5 separate regions of the Mus musculus genome follow, and all the other regions are linked to region 4. A link is a contact called in public HiChIP or PLAC-seq and promoter capture Hi-C data. All regions are on one chromosome and are shown on one strand. The core of a region is the stretch at or near the end of the contact, and the rest is flanking DNA. Distances in the headings are between cores, read along the strand shown. Region 1 holds the start of Dbf4 (DBF4 zinc finger). Region 2 holds the start of Rundc3b (RUN domain containing 3B). Region 3 has its middle 36 kb from the start of Steap4. Region 4 holds the start of Steap2 (six transmembrane epithelial antigen of prostate 2). Region 5 overlaps Adam22 (a disintegrin and metallopeptidase domain 22).

Evidence for each region. Promoter capture Hi-C pulls out the DNA fragments that hold promoters and counts their contacts. HiChIP or PLAC-seq counts read pairs in DNA pulled down with a chosen protein or histone mark.
Region 1: a promoter capture Hi-C map of hippocampal neurons shows a contact between it and region 4, with 5 times the contacts expected there. The contact joins the promoter of Dbf4 here to the promoter of Steap2 in region 4. A contact is called at or near these places in 6 of 39 promoter capture datasets (the 3T3-L1 cell line, cranial neural crest, hippocampal neurons and 3 more), 1 of 484 Hi-C or Micro-C datasets (embryonic stem cells), 7 of 115 datasets of contacts at active chromatin or transcription factors (astrocytes, embryonic stem cells, epiblast stem cells and 1 more) and 1 of 9 other capture datasets (embryonic stem cells).
Region 2: a contact with region 4 is called in a promoter capture Hi-C map of cranial neural crest. The contact joins the promoter of Rundc3b here to the promoter of Steap2 in region 4. A contact is called at or near these places in 2 of 39 promoter capture datasets (cranial neural crest and liver).
Region 3: a contact with region 4 is called in a promoter capture Hi-C map of second pharyngeal arch cranial neural crest. The contact joins the enhancer-like site here to the promoter of Steap2 in region 4. A contact is called at or near these places in 9 of 39 promoter capture datasets (the 3T3-L1 cell line, cranial neural crest, frontonasal cranial neural crest and 5 more), 7 of 115 datasets of contacts at active chromatin or transcription factors (embryonic forebrain, embryonic limb bud, embryonic stem cells and 3 more) and 1 of 9 other capture datasets (embryonic stem cells).
Region 5: an H3K4me3 HiChIP or PLAC-seq map of stem cell-derived neural progenitor cells shows a contact between it and region 4, with 8 times the contacts expected there. The contact joins the enhancer-like site here to the promoter of Steap2 in region 4. A contact is called at or near these places in 6 of 39 promoter capture datasets (cranial neural crest, embryonic stem cells, frontonasal cranial neural crest and 3 more), 2 of 115 datasets of contacts at active chromatin or transcription factors (astrocytes and stem cell-derived neural progenitor cells) and 1 of 9 other capture datasets (embryonic stem cells).

What each region holds. Positions count from the first base shown.
Region 1 is chr5:8,421,371-8,424,070 of GRCm38.p6, forward strand. It overlaps Dbf4 (DBF4 zinc finger), which reads right to left and starts at 1,346. Exons shown (of 12, transcript NM_013726.3): 1 at 1,097-1,346; 2 at 1-23. The coding sequence starts at 1,142. It overlaps Slc25a40 (solute carrier family 25, member 40), which reads left to right and starts at 1,468. Exons shown (of 12, transcript NM_178766.5): 1 at 1,468-1,669.
Region 2 is chr5:8,621,655-8,624,354 of GRCm38.p6, forward strand. Rundc3b (RUN domain containing 3B) reads right to left here and starts at 1,298. Exons shown (of 11, transcript NM_001347311.1): 1 at 834-1,298. The coding sequence starts at 958. All of the region lies in intron 2 of Abcb1a (ATP-binding cassette, sub-family B (MDR/TAP), member 1A), which reads left to right.
Region 3 is chr5:7,995,415-7,998,114 of GRCm38.p6, forward strand. No RefSeq gene overlaps it. Among named protein-coding and RNA genes, the nearest start is that of Steap4, 36 kb to the left of the region's middle. Within about 2 kb of position 1,392, at least 15 of the 459 cell types and tissues checked have an H3K27ac peak or open chromatin away from gene starts, as enhancers often do. A contact at or near this core is called in embryonic limb bud and second pharyngeal arch cranial neural crest, where this site is marked.
Region 4 is chr5:5,692,723-5,695,422 of GRCm38.p6, forward strand. Steap2 (six transmembrane epithelial antigen of prostate 2) reads right to left here and starts at 1,367. Exons shown (of 6, transcript NM_001103156.2): 1 at 1,236-1,367. All of the region lies in intron 1 of Gm40262 (a long non-coding RNA gene), which reads left to right.
Region 5 is chr5:8,355,157-8,357,856 of GRCm38.p6, forward strand. The region is part of intron 2 of Adam22 (a disintegrin and metallopeptidase domain 22); the gene reads right to left. Among named protein-coding and RNA genes, the nearest start is that of Adam22, 12 kb to the right of the region's middle. Within about 2 kb of position 1,380, at least 91 of the 459 cell types and tissues checked have an H3K27ac peak or open chromatin away from gene starts, as enhancers often do. A contact at or near this core is called in astrocytes and stem cell-derived neural progenitor cells, where this site is marked.

The DNA of each region.
Region 1 (2,700 bases), core at 96-2,595, 2.7 Mb after region 4:
TTCATTTCTGTCTTGGATGCCACCTGTGATTACAAAAGAATCAGGCAACATTTTATGCAGACAAATTTTTAATTTATTTTACAAAAAATGTTCAACAGCTTTATTGCAGAAAGGAAACATTACTAGTCATAACAAATTAAGTCATTAGAATCTAAATGTTTTCCCTAATATTACCACTTAGGATGAAGGCAAACTGTCCTGTATGGTTTCCACAAAACTCTATACTGGAGAACAAGAGCTGAATCAGCAGAAAATAGTTATTATTTACTCCTGTTCCGTGTATGAAGCAGGAATTCTATAGAGCTGTTCTGGAAAACTTACCTTCTCATGGTGTAAACGTCATGTGGGTAATTAACAGGTCGGTGAAAACCCAACACAGGTGTTTCAAATATTTAAAGCTTATTTACCTAGGTAGCCACACACACTCATCTAGAATAAACAACCTAATTCTTAGGGGTTACTAAATGCTGGCATTTTGGTTTCATAGTTTGTCTAGTACTTAAAAGAACTAGACGAGGGAGTTCATGCACTTTGTTTACATATTAAGAACCTAAGCCCACTAAGGACTATGCCATCCATCTTTTATTTTAAAAGCAGATGAGAATCAAACATCTTCTTTAAACTTTCGAAGACAACCTGCACTTTAGTACTTAGTTACTAGACACACATGCACCTCTTAGGAATTTTCCCTATAATGAAAATTTTTTATATTAAACATTGAGATTGAAATCTGCTTTTGTCTATGAGGTTGAAACACACACACATACACCTCTCCGTCTCCCTCACGAGTGACGGGAACAGTCACAAATGGGCGTGGGCGCCTCCTCCGTGGGGCCGTCGGGGACCCGCGCATTGTCTGAAGCCTGCAGCCCCGGGAATGCCGGGTCGCTCGCGGCCGAGGCGGGGAGAGCATGAGGGGCCCGGCCAGCGTCGGTCCCTCACGGAGACCAACACCGAACGCCTCGCGGGCGCCGAGAACCCACAGAAACGCAAAAGCGGCAAGAGGCCCTCCGCAGGAAGACTCTCTAGAACCCTCCGTGGAACCAGCCAGGCAGGAAACGATTAAAGGGACCGCGGCGGGGGAGGGGCTCCATACCCGGGAGAGGTGCTTTGCTGTGGATCCTCATGGTCTCGAGGTTCATGGCAGCCACCAGGCACCTACATGCTGGGTCCGCACCGGGGGCCGCATGGAACGGCCGCGAACACAAAGCTCCCAGGGCCTCCCCGGCCCCGGCTCCGGCCTCGGCCTCGGCGCCGGGCCGCGCTTGAGGGCCGGTTCCGGCGCGGAGGCTCGGAGCAGGAAGAGGCTGTAGCTCAGACCCGGGAGCCGCGGCGGTTAAAGATTTGAAAACGCGTCACGCGACCGCGGCGCCCAGACGCGCTCCCCGCCCTTCCTACGCCGGGGCCGGCCTCGCGCAGGCTCCACCTGCCCCGCCTCGCGCCCCGCGGGCCCCGCCCCCGGATGCTGACCACGCCCCCGGCGCGCCAGCCCGCGGGGCCTCAGACCCGGCTCTCCCGCGTCCTCCTCGAGTTCCGGCTCCGCTCTGCATACTTGGAGTGTGGGGCAGCCAGGGCGGTGGACGCGGTTAGCCTCGGAGGCTTCACCTCGTGGTCGACATCACCTGCTAGGCTGGCTGAGACCCGGGCCTTGCAGTCGCCTCGCCACCAGGTACTCCAGTTAACCCTGTGTGGGACGCGGGGCCGGCCCTGGGCTCCCGCCGACCTTGCAGACGGGCCGCAAAGGTCCCGGGTGGCCGCGGTGGCGGCGGGGCCGGGGTCCACCCGCCGGATCCGACTCTCGCAGCCCTTTGGGTACTTTGTTCTGTACAGACCTGTTCTTTCTCTCTGTGTGTATAATTGTCCTTTTTGTAGCAATAAAAGAGTGGAAAATGAAGTCTCAGGGTTTTTCATCTGTAAAACGGGAATACGGGATTATGGTCAAGACGAAATTCAGGCGTACGTGATTTGTTTTAATTTTGCTTTGTAAATGAGAAAATGCCTCACAAAACTTGTTTGGAGTATACTTCTGCTCTCACCCATACAGACGTTATGCTTTGTACTGTTCTGCATTTCTTAACTCCTGGCTATAATAGACACTCCTTATAGTATTGATTTTTGATGGAGTACCCTCAAGACAGTCAGTACAAATAAGTATATTCAGGCACAGACAGGTGAATTGTGAGACTATTCGCCAAAGACAACATCAAGTTGGATTAGCATTGCTAAAAGAAATGATTTTGTTTTAAACAGGTTATGGACGGAGGCTGGAGCGACAGTCATCGAACTGTCTATCTGTATTAAACTGCTTTAGACAGTCGGAGCTAATTTGTAATCTCAAGAAATGTCCGGAGGAGGGAGCCAGAAAGGGAAATATGTTGAGACATTGTACTGATGAATTTGAATTAATATACATGTGCTTAACAGACCTTGAGAAGGAGGAGCAAACATTTTTTAAAAATGAGGAGAGGATTCAATTTTCAAAGCGTAAACTACGGAAAGGAAACAGAATTTCCATGTTTGTAAACTGGTTCAAATGTTTGAGAAGCACTAATACAGAGTAGAATTAAAGCCACGAGGGAAGGGGGAATGCCTTGGAGTAGAGCTTGTGAGATGAAGTGGAGAGTCAGGGGATGAGGCAGTGCGAGTGAGGAGAGGGAGAGCAAGCTGAGTTGGAAGAGACTGGGAACAAATCTTAATAAT
Region 2 (2,700 bases), core at 48-2,547, 2.9 Mb after region 4:
GAATCCAACTTTTTAAAAGTTGCTTAAATACTGAATGTCATTCCTACTACAGATATCTGCAATCTGCTTAAGATGCTAGCCACGATTTTACATAAGGAAAAAAAAAAATAGACATAAGCCAGAGAGGCAGGAAAGGTTTCATCATTTACCTGATAACAAGAGAATTATCAGTAGTTGATGATTAACCAGTATGATGGAACAAAATCATTTTTAACAGAGCGTATTGGCTCTGAGTAGTTACTAAGAGATGGATGCCTAGAATATTATAAGACTTAAAGAAAATTTATCAGCTTGTTCAAAATCAGTTTTTTTCTGAATTCTTGATTTATAGATAGTGATGATCTATTTCTATAATTCCTGGAGGAAGGGCTACATTTACAACCAGGAAGCACTTAAATAAATGCCCAAAAGGACTGACCAGGAGTCTTCCACAATTGCACAAGCACTGTAGTTGACAAGACTTAGATACCCAATACAGATAAGGGCCGAGGGAGAGGAGTGAAAATGCGTACGCCAACAAGCGACAGCAAGAGAACGCACAGGGATTTGGGGACATCTCAGTAACTACTACAGCAGCTGGATGCTGCTCTTCCTCCGCCCTCTTCTCCTCAGACGCAAGCTGGCCGGTTCCAAACGGTTCCTCCCCGGCTCCGCCCCGGCCCTCCCCGGGCAGCCTCCAAGCGAGGACCCTGAGACGCGAGGGCTAGCCCACGGCCTCGCGGGGAGAGGCTCCCGCCCCTCTGCAGGGCCCCGCTGGCCCGCGGACACGCGCGGCACGGGCCGCAGCGCCGAGCCCCAGCACCTCCCTCAGCCCGGCGCCCGCAGCCCCGCACCTGCACACGGTGATCAGGTTCCTCCTCTCCACCGCAGCGTTGCGGGCGCTCAGGCTCTTCTTGCCGCCGCCGCCGCCGCCGCCGCCGCGGCTCCCGCTCAGGCCCCCCAGGCTCCGGGAGGCCATGGCGGGCTCACCTCCGCGCCCCCTTTGTCTCCAGCGGTCCCGCAAGCCTCGCACACCTGTGTCCCCCGGCCTTCTCTCAACGATGGCAGCCCGCCGGGCGGGAGAGAGGCGAGGAAGGAGGCGCGGAGTAGGCAGGGTGTGGAAGGCAGTCAGTCGGGCACCGGTACCCAGGCTCCACGCGCGCGTGCACACACACTCACACACGCTCTCTCACACATACACACGCGCTCACTCACACGCACGCACGAGCCACCTCCACCCTCGCTCGCGCGCGCGCGCGCCGCCGCCGCCGTCCACGAGAGAAGCGCGCGCGGGCGGGCGGGCGGGAGGGCGGGCTCCGAGTCTCCAGGGACGCCGCACCAGCGCCCGGGCGAGCCTGTCACCCCGCAGGCCTAACCGCACGTCATTCTTCCAGCAGGGCGGAGCCGCTGAGGTGAAGCCCCCCTCCCCACGCCTGTCTCACTCAGCCCCCGCCCCCTGCACCTATGGGAACAAGGCCGCTACGGAGAGAGCCAATGACGAGAGGTGGGGGCGGGACCCGCCCCAGGAGCTTTTAAAGAGGCTCGCTTAAGCCCCGCCCTGGCGCGTGGGCCTCTGTCAGAACGCGGGTCGGCTCGTGCAGCACCTTGGTGAGCCCGGCGAGGCAGCCTTGGCTTGGAAAGCCGGCTTTGCTGTGCCTACTCCACGGTGACTGTGGTCCATAGTCACCCTGACAAGGCTAAGTTCATGGCAGATTCCTGGTCCTGAGGCTTCAGTAGCCTCAGCAGGAGAATGCCATAGTTGGGTGGGGTGGGAAGTGGGGGTTACCTAGAATAGAAGAAGAGTTCCATTTGTCCCAAACGCCCCCTTTGAACCTGACAAACAACGACACAGTGGCATCAGGGAGTGCGCCCATGGCATTTCTCTTCCCGTGAATCTGGTCAGAATTCACCTCATCTTACTCAGTGTCCAGCACAGCCTTGAAACCACATTGACCATAGAAAAACGAGTGTAGTGGGGATGTCCAGTCTTGGGTTCTGTGCAGTGAGATCTGAACTGAATTGCAGCTCGTGAGCCATGGAGGAGGTTTGTCAAGGGCAGAGGGAAATCCTGCCTTGGAGTCCCAATAAGCCCCTTGGGAGGACCACTTTGTAGTCTCTACTTCTCTGGCTTTACCTCTGGCTTTACCTATGGGAGGCTACGGGCTTGAGACCCTGACCTCTGACATTCACCTCAGACTGCCTGTAAGTATGTCCAGACTTCAGGTTTTGTTTGTTTGTTTGTTTGTTTTTAAATTTTGAAAATCTAAAATCAGGACAAAGTCTCACCTCTACCTCTTAAATATAATTATGTTAAAATAAAAATTAATTATTAAGAAAATTTCTACAAGGGAGCTAAAACCATCCAGTGGAAAAAAAGACAGCATTTTCAACAAATGGTGCTGGCACAACTGGAGGTTATCATGTAGAAGAATGCAAATTGATCCATTCCTATCTCCTTGTACTAAGGTCAAGTCTAAGTGGATCAAGGAACTCCACATAAAACCAGAGACACTGAAACTTATAGAGGAGAAAGTGAGGGAAAGCCTCAAAGATATGCACAGGGGGAAAATTCCTGAATAGAAGAGCAATGGCTTGTGCTGTAAGATCAAGAATTGACAAATGGGACCTCATAAAATTGCAAAGCTTCTGTAAGGCAAAAGACACTGCCAATAAGACAAAAAGGCCACCAAAAGATTGGGAAAGGATCTTTACCTATCCTAA
Region 3 (2,700 bases), core at 142-2,641, 2.3 Mb after region 4:
GAGAGTATGTATGAGTGTGTATGGTGTCTGAGTGTGTATGTGTTTGTGTTGTCTGTGTGGTGTGTATGTATGTGTATATATGTGAGTGTATGGGTATGGGGTATGTGTATGAGTGTGAGTGTGTGAGTGTTTGTATTTGTGGTGTGTGTAGTATGTGTGATATGTGTGAGTTGCATGTGTTTGTGTGTGGTATGTGTATATATGGGTATGTATATGTATGTGAGTGTGTGTGTTATATGTGAGTATGTGGTATGTGTGAGTATGTGTATATGCGTGGTGTGTGTATGTGTTGTATGTGAGGATACATGTGTGTGTGGTATATGTGTGTATGTATATATGTATGTATGTGAGGTATGTATGTGAGTGTGTGTGGTGTGAGTGTGTGAGTGTATGTGTGTGTGTGTGTCTGTAGTGGGGGAGTATGGTGTCTGTGTAGTCTGTGTGAGTGTGTACTGTGGTATATGTGAGCATATATGTGTGAGTGTGTATGTGTGTGTGTCCTCTTCAAATCTTTCATCAGTACTTTATAGTTTCATTACAAAGTTCTTTTCACCTTTTTGAATAAATTTATCCCAAATACTTTGCTTAGTTAGTTTTGATTTATTTTTCAGTTGTGTAGTAGAAATTCTACTAACTGTTATGTGTTGATCTTATATTCTGTAATATAACTGAATTTACCAATTTTAACGATGTCTTAACTGAATCTTCAGGGATTTATATATACCTCGGTCATGTCGTCTATACACAGCGATAGATGAATCCATGCTTTCCAGTGAGAATAACCCACATTTGCTTTTCTGTGACGCGGGGGTAGAGAGAGGAAGCATACGTGATCTGGAATCAGTTCGCTCTGCCCACCATCCATTCTTTGGTGGGTTCTGGGGCTCAAACTCATGTCCTGGCTTCACCAGCTGAGCCTCTCAGTTGCCTAAGCGCTGTCTGTTCCTGCCTGCATCTACATACTAGAATAGAACGTGCTGCCCTGTGTCGATGAAGGTGATACCAGTTCACGATTGTCTTTAGTAGCATGCATATCTAATTTAATTTTTAAAACGATAATCATTGTCAATTTCTCCTCAATTATACCAGGACCCCAACCAGCATCCCCTTCCTACCTGAATCATGTGACAGACATACCCTGTTCTGTCATCACCAAGCCTCTCTCTTCCTTACTCAGGTCTGTGCTGGGACTTTACAGCATGAATTCCCCAGACTCGTTTGCCCTCTGCCTTCCTAGTTTACTTTGTTGCTAGGAGCTCAAGGTGTGAAAGGTGAGGCAAAGCAGGCAATCATTCCTTCCAGTTTTCCAGTTCGGGGCGGCATTGGCAGCACATCTGCATCATATTAGCCCTCTACTTTTTCAGAAACACTTGGCATCAGTTAAAATGCTTCCCTCAGACATGAAGGAGCTCCTCCAGACACTGTAACCTCCTGCAAATGGGGGGAAAGATTATGAACAATTTAAAAATATTCAAATATGGTGTTCTTCTGCCACCTAATGGACAGGATTTGTAACTGCAACACCAGCAGCCCAACCTTTAGGGAATTTCAAAAAATTTCCTAAAGCTTTCTTCAAAAGCCCGCTCTCCACAAAATTGAAAATCTTAACGAATTTGATTGTTTTCTAGACAGATAACACTAAAGTTAAATCATGGTCAAGTAAACTATTTAAACAGCCCTAAGGAAATAGAAGGAGTCATTAAAAGTCTCCCAACCAAAAAATTAAAAATAAAAAAAAATTAAAAGCCCCAAGGTCAGATGGGTTTGCCATAGAATTATACCTATTTTCAAGAAAGAGCTAACACCAATAACCCTCAAATTATTACACAAAAGAGGAACAGAAAGAACACCGCCAAACTCATCCTGAGAAGCCACAGTCCCCCTGATACACAAAGCAGGCAAAGATATGACCAAGAAAGAGAACATCAGACCAACTTCTCATATGAACATTGATGTAAAAATACTCAATTAAATACTCTCAGACCAAATCCAGGAACACATCAAAAATACCATCCATCATGATCAAGTAGGTTTTATTCCAGGGATGTAGATATGGTTCAATATACGGAAATACATCAATGAATCCTTCACATAAATAGACTGAAAGAAAAAAATCATGTGATCATCTCATTAAATGCTGAAAAGGCCTTTGACAAAATCCAACATCCTTCATGCTAGAAGTCTTAAGAGAAATTAGGGATACAAGGCACATACCTAAATACAATAAAAGCAATATACAGCAAGCCAATATCCAACATCAAGTTAAATGGAGAAAAACTTAAAACAACTCCACTAAAATTGGTAATGAGACGAAGCTGTTTGCTCTCTCCATATCTATTCAACACAATACTTGAAGTTCTCGCTAGAGCAATAAGTCAACTAAGGAAATCAAGGGGACACGAATTGTAATGGAAGAAGTCAAAGCATCCAACCCAAAATTCTACCAGAGAACTCCTACCGCTGAGAAACACCTTCATCAAGATGGCTGGATACAAAATTAACTCAAAAAGAAACATTTGTAGCCCTGCTTTATACAAACAAAAACAGAGTAAGAGACAAGTTAGGAAGACAACACACCTTATAGTAGGCACAAATCATTTAATGTATTTTGGAGTAACTCTACTCAAGCAAGGGAAAGGCCCGTATGACAAGAACTTCAAGTCTCTGAAGAAAGAATTTGAGGAAGCTATCAGAAGATGG
Region 4 (2,700 bases), core at 117-2,616:
GTTCCAGTGCTAAAGTACAATTATGCTCATTCAATAGAAGAGCATTTTCCATAGTACCAGTACAATAAGAGTGATTTCATGAAGCTCCTCATTCCCATCTTTCACAATTAGCTAACTTATCACTGCTGAAACTGCCCCCCAGCCCCAGCCCCAGCCAGCCCACCCCGCCCAGACTAGCTGAGAGGCAGAAACCGCAGTGAATGCCACCATCTCAGGAGCATCTCCAGGCAGCCTGATAGCTGCCCCGGTGCAGCTAAACACTCTGGTTTTCCTATCTTACGTTTCCAAATAGGTTATCTTGAGGATGCGGGGGATGGAGGGGGGGGGGTGAGTACAGTGTCAAAGAAAACATCAACTCAGTAAATAAGTAATTAAAAAAACTATTAAAAGGGTGGTGGTAGGGTAGACTAGAGAGAAGAAGGTTGCAAGCAGTGGGGTGGTTAACTGGGGCTTTAGGTAATCAAGTACTGAGGGTTGAAGTGGGGGCAGGAGTCTGAATTTTATTTCACCTACAGTGATGGGCGATAATTAAATGTGGGTCAGAATAAGTTTTTCTACTTAAAAACAAACAAACAAACAAACAATCTGCCTGAAGAGTAAACACTGACACCAATCCTGCTTCACAGGATAGTGAAGATAATAAATGGAATTCTCCCCGACCACAGGAAAAATAAAATCTCTTTATCTCCCTATGTTATTTTCAGAACAAGATTTTTAGGGCATAATTTTCAACAAGTTTCAGCTGAGGCTGAACACGGGACGCAGAGGTAATTAAGGACACTGAAAGACCAGACCAATTACTTCTAAACGCAAAATGGCCTGAGCACACCCGGATTACATGACCGGGTTTATAAGCAAAGCCACTGCAGGCATTATTTACCTGTTTGGCAAGCAGTGCTGTACGACAGTGAAAAGTGCCGCATCAATCCAAAGTGGCTGGCAAAAGTAACCTGCGGGTCCTTTCCCTTTCGGGCACATCCGACCTGGGACAAGGTCTCTCCTGGCCTCCTTTCTGTTGGGCCCGGACCCGAGGACTTCCCAGAGCTCTGGGAAGACCGACGGGGATAAGGGGGCGGAATGCGTGCGACGGACGCCCTCCAGCACCCCTCCCACTCGCCCCCTGGCCAGCTCCAAGCCCCCCCCGGAATCCGGGAGGAAAGATGCGGCTCCCGCACAGCACCCGCTGCTCGGCGACCCCGGATCGGCCACCTCGGCGCTCTGGCCACCCGGCTCACCTCCACGCCCTCTTCTCCGAGCCACGCTCGCAGCGCAGCGCCGTGGCTCCCCCGCGCCGAGGGCCCGCCGAGCTCCCGGGCCTACGGAGTGCTCCTCCCGCCCAAGCTCCTCCTGCCCCCGAGCCGGACCGCGCCGCGCCGGGGAGGTGGAGCAGGAGGAGGCGCGCGGAGGCAGGGCTGGCGGTGACGCGCAGGGGGGCGCGGGTCGGTCGGGGCAGAGTGCGTGGGGACCCACCCGGCCGCGGTCCCCACGCCTGCGCGCGATCTTGCGGAGACCCCCCGTGGGAGCAGCCCTACGTGGATCCCGCCCGCGTTTACACTCCACTACCTCCGAGACGCTCGCCACGCCGCCCCGGACTTGGCTTTGATTAGTGCCCTCCTCCCTGTCCACCCCCCTTCTCCCTACTCTGTTCCACACAAACCTCGAAGAAAGTGCGCTTTTTTTCTCCCTTTCGGCTGCATCATGTCCTTGAAAGGGAATGATCAGAAATGCCCTTCCACGAACCGCATTTTAAAACTCCCTGGGACTGGAGGCCCTTCTCAGCCGTGGGCTGTAGGGGTTAGTCTGTGGACTCTGACCTTCCCTGTCGCCGGTGCCCCCGAGCTCTGTGCGGACTGGAAGGTGAAGCCGAGTCAGGAGACCAGCGTGCCTGCGGAGAGCTGCAGTGGCCTTGGAGCATCCAGGGTTCGCTGAGCTGTGTAAGGGCACCTTGCTTTCTCTAATCCCCCCCCCCCCCGATTTTGGATTAACAAGTAGATGGGGATCTTTTATTTACCTTTTTAGTCAAAAGTGTCAGTGGAGATTTTTTTTTAATATAAAACCAATTTGTCGAAAATTGTCAAATTTACTTCCCCCACCCTCAGACGTTAGTAAATTCTCATTTCAGCAAATTAGGTTTAAAAATTATCTTTCTTGGTGGTTTATTAACTAGACAAATCAGAACAAAAGCAGAAGAGGGTCTTAGATCGATCCTCAGGGCACTGCACTTTCCCCTTTGAAAGGCATACACAGATTAACCTCTGCAAGTTCAACCTGGGAAACATTCTTTGTTTGATCCTTGTGAAAAGCATCTCTTCCCCACCCCCAAATACATACAGCTGAGGTTTAAAGTTTAGGCACAAACTCCGCTGTTAGTGATGTATTAGGGGGAAAGACTGACAACTGGGAAATACTTTCCATTTTGGTAACGGGGAGAAAAAAAATCCTTACATTTTATATCAGTGTTTATTGTTTCACTTCAACTACTGTCAAATAGTGAAAACAGCAGGGTATTTCTAACACTTTTGGAGGACCAGTGGAGGAAACTGCTGTGTCCTTAGCATTTGGTGAGAAGATGTAGCTTTCCAATCACATAAACAAAAGCATTACATAAGGTCTAGCAAAGGTTATCACGTTTTTATTCTCAGTTGTACAAAGCCATAAGTTATTACAGAAAACAGGTAAGTTGTACATTTAAAATATCTT
Region 5 (2,700 bases), core at 130-2,629, 2.7 Mb after region 4:
AGGTGTCTTCTGCCCTCCACTGGTGCCCCATCACACACAGCAAACTAACAAACTGTATATATGTATGTGTGTACATACATACTTATAAGTAAGACAAGAATCCTTCTGTTTCTGGCACTACCCAGGGTTACGTGAAGTCATAACGATAGTTAAGGAGCTCACTTTTCCAGACTGACACTTGAAACACACCTTTTCCCACAGCATCTTTTCTGCATGGACAATGGATGTCTCTTCTACTTAACCCTATTCTCAGATCCTCCACTCACACCACACTATAAACACATGAAACTACTTAGACTACAAATTCCCCTGTGTGGTTTCTTCTCCAGAATTAAACCAGCATATGAAGCTCTTCGAGGAGCATGGAGATCTCATGGGGAACCATGTGGGTAACCACCTCATACATTTAAAAATATTAAAGCATCTTATATTAGCATGTATCATCAACATTAGCATAAGCTAGGTCAATGGTGGTTCACACCTGTAATCCTCACCCTTGAGAGGTAGAGAAAAGAACGAGAGACTTGAGAGTTCAAGGGCAGCCTCAGCTACATAGATCTCCAAAAGGAAGTGGGTGGAGAGATGCACTGAGATGGCTCAGAGCATAAAGCTGACTGATTCCAAGCCTGGTGACCTCAGATCTGTCCCTGGGACTTCCACTATCTACCAATAATGAAAGGAGAGAACTGACTCCCACAAGTGTTCTTCTGACCTTCACGTATCCACATGGCACGTGTTTGTGTACACACATATACGTACACGCATACACACACACATACATACATACACGCATACATACAAACATACACACACACAGAGTTAAATGTTGTTTAAAAGTCAAGTACATAGTTGATAAATATTCAGTTTATATTATCACTAAATTTTGTAATATGCTTGTGTCTTATACATATTAACTACTTAATTATGAATGATGAATTGGTGTTTAATCCTATAACTTTATTAGTATTAAATAACACATTTTCACAAAATAAATATAAAAATTAGAAAAGGTTAAAACAAAATTATGATACAAGACTTATCTGGGACTTAGCTTCAGTGAAAAAAATTTAAGTACTGCCTTAGTTTATAACTGCGGTTAAAAATTAAAGAATGACCATTCAAGAAAATCCTCACCTGAATATGTCCCATGAACTCAAATCTATCAGAAACCTCATATGACACTCTCACAAAAGACCAAACATGGTTGTCTCAATGAAGATGCTGCTCCTGGCAGCAAATGGCACAGCCTGCTGAGTCAACTCAGCCCAGAAGGTTAAATAGCTTGGATTTATTTTTGCTAGGGGAGACAGGGCTATAAGCTGACATGAGCGATTGTGTCATGGTGATTTAGGAGTCCATGAGACAGTAAGACAGCTTTATGTGGTGGAATGTCAGCAGGCTCACAGCCATCCAAGTTCCTGCCAAGTCCTCTGTCATCCCGGCCCCTCAGCACTCAGGCTCTGACTTTTCTGACAAGCTCTGCCTTGGTGTCAAAGCAAAAGGGACTCAGATTTCAGTTCCCAGTGTCATTATGCAGGTCCTCAGAGAACCAGGGCATATTGTAGACAGTACTCTGCTTGGAGCAGCAGGAATACTTGTGGGAAAGGAAGGAAAGAGAGCGCACATTAGACACTACCTGACTAAAAATTTGAATATCTACTGGAAAGAATTTATAACTACAGCAAATGTCTCAAAACTCTATTAGTCAATAACATAATGGTCTTAGATTTTTTTCTTCATATCTTTGAGACAGAAAATTGAGAGAAAAAAAAAACCTAAAAATGTTTCCTGAATACCTTGACAGGCACAGTGCTGAGCAGCAGACAATAGTAAGTATGAATTACCAAGTCTGAGATCCAAGACTACAGTCTATCTCATGGAAACAACTCCACACAGATATCAGTGTCTGGACACACATACACCCACACACTCACACACACACAGCCCACACAAAAGCACACACAATTGTATGCTACGCCCGAGGCAAGTCTGACTCGGAGTAGCCTGTAAAATGCCTCCTCATTCCTTTATGCTGAATATGCATCCTGCAGCAATAAGGCACATCGTCACTCTCCTGCTGCAACGGATCCCTGTCCTGGTGCAAGACTTTCAAAGTGTCAGGCTCAGCCAGGATGGAGTAGTGACTGACTGAGCACAGGAAGCTGGGAGCCACGGGGTCAGAGGAACAAGAGCCAGGGCAATGATGTGAGGAAGGAGGCCTTCTGCACAGAGTGTGTGATACATACACAATGAAGAAAATGAACGAGAGCCAACAGAAGTGGAATCCAAGAAAAAGAGGAAGGGAGTCACATGAAATACTACCACACAGTAAGTGGAAAAACGAAGAGCTTGTTGACCTGTCACACATTTCCAAACCACAAAAGTAAGCTGTGTCCAGCACGCGTACCAACGCTGGTGCAAGCCACCCTCCAGAGGACTGCGTTTGTTTCCGTTGCTAAGGGAAACAGAGGTACTTGACAGAAAGAAGAGGAAAGCTAAGGTACTCTAAAGGCTGCAGAGAAGCATTTCCTAGGTTCACAAGAAAATAAGGAACAAAACGGTGGCCAAGCTCGCAGACAGGTTACAAAGAAAGAGAGGGAACGCATTATTAACCAAGGAACAGTCCATAGAACAAGAACAAGGAGTTGGAGCAGAAACACAGACAGAGTCCTCCCCAGGCATGGATCAACACTCCTGTGC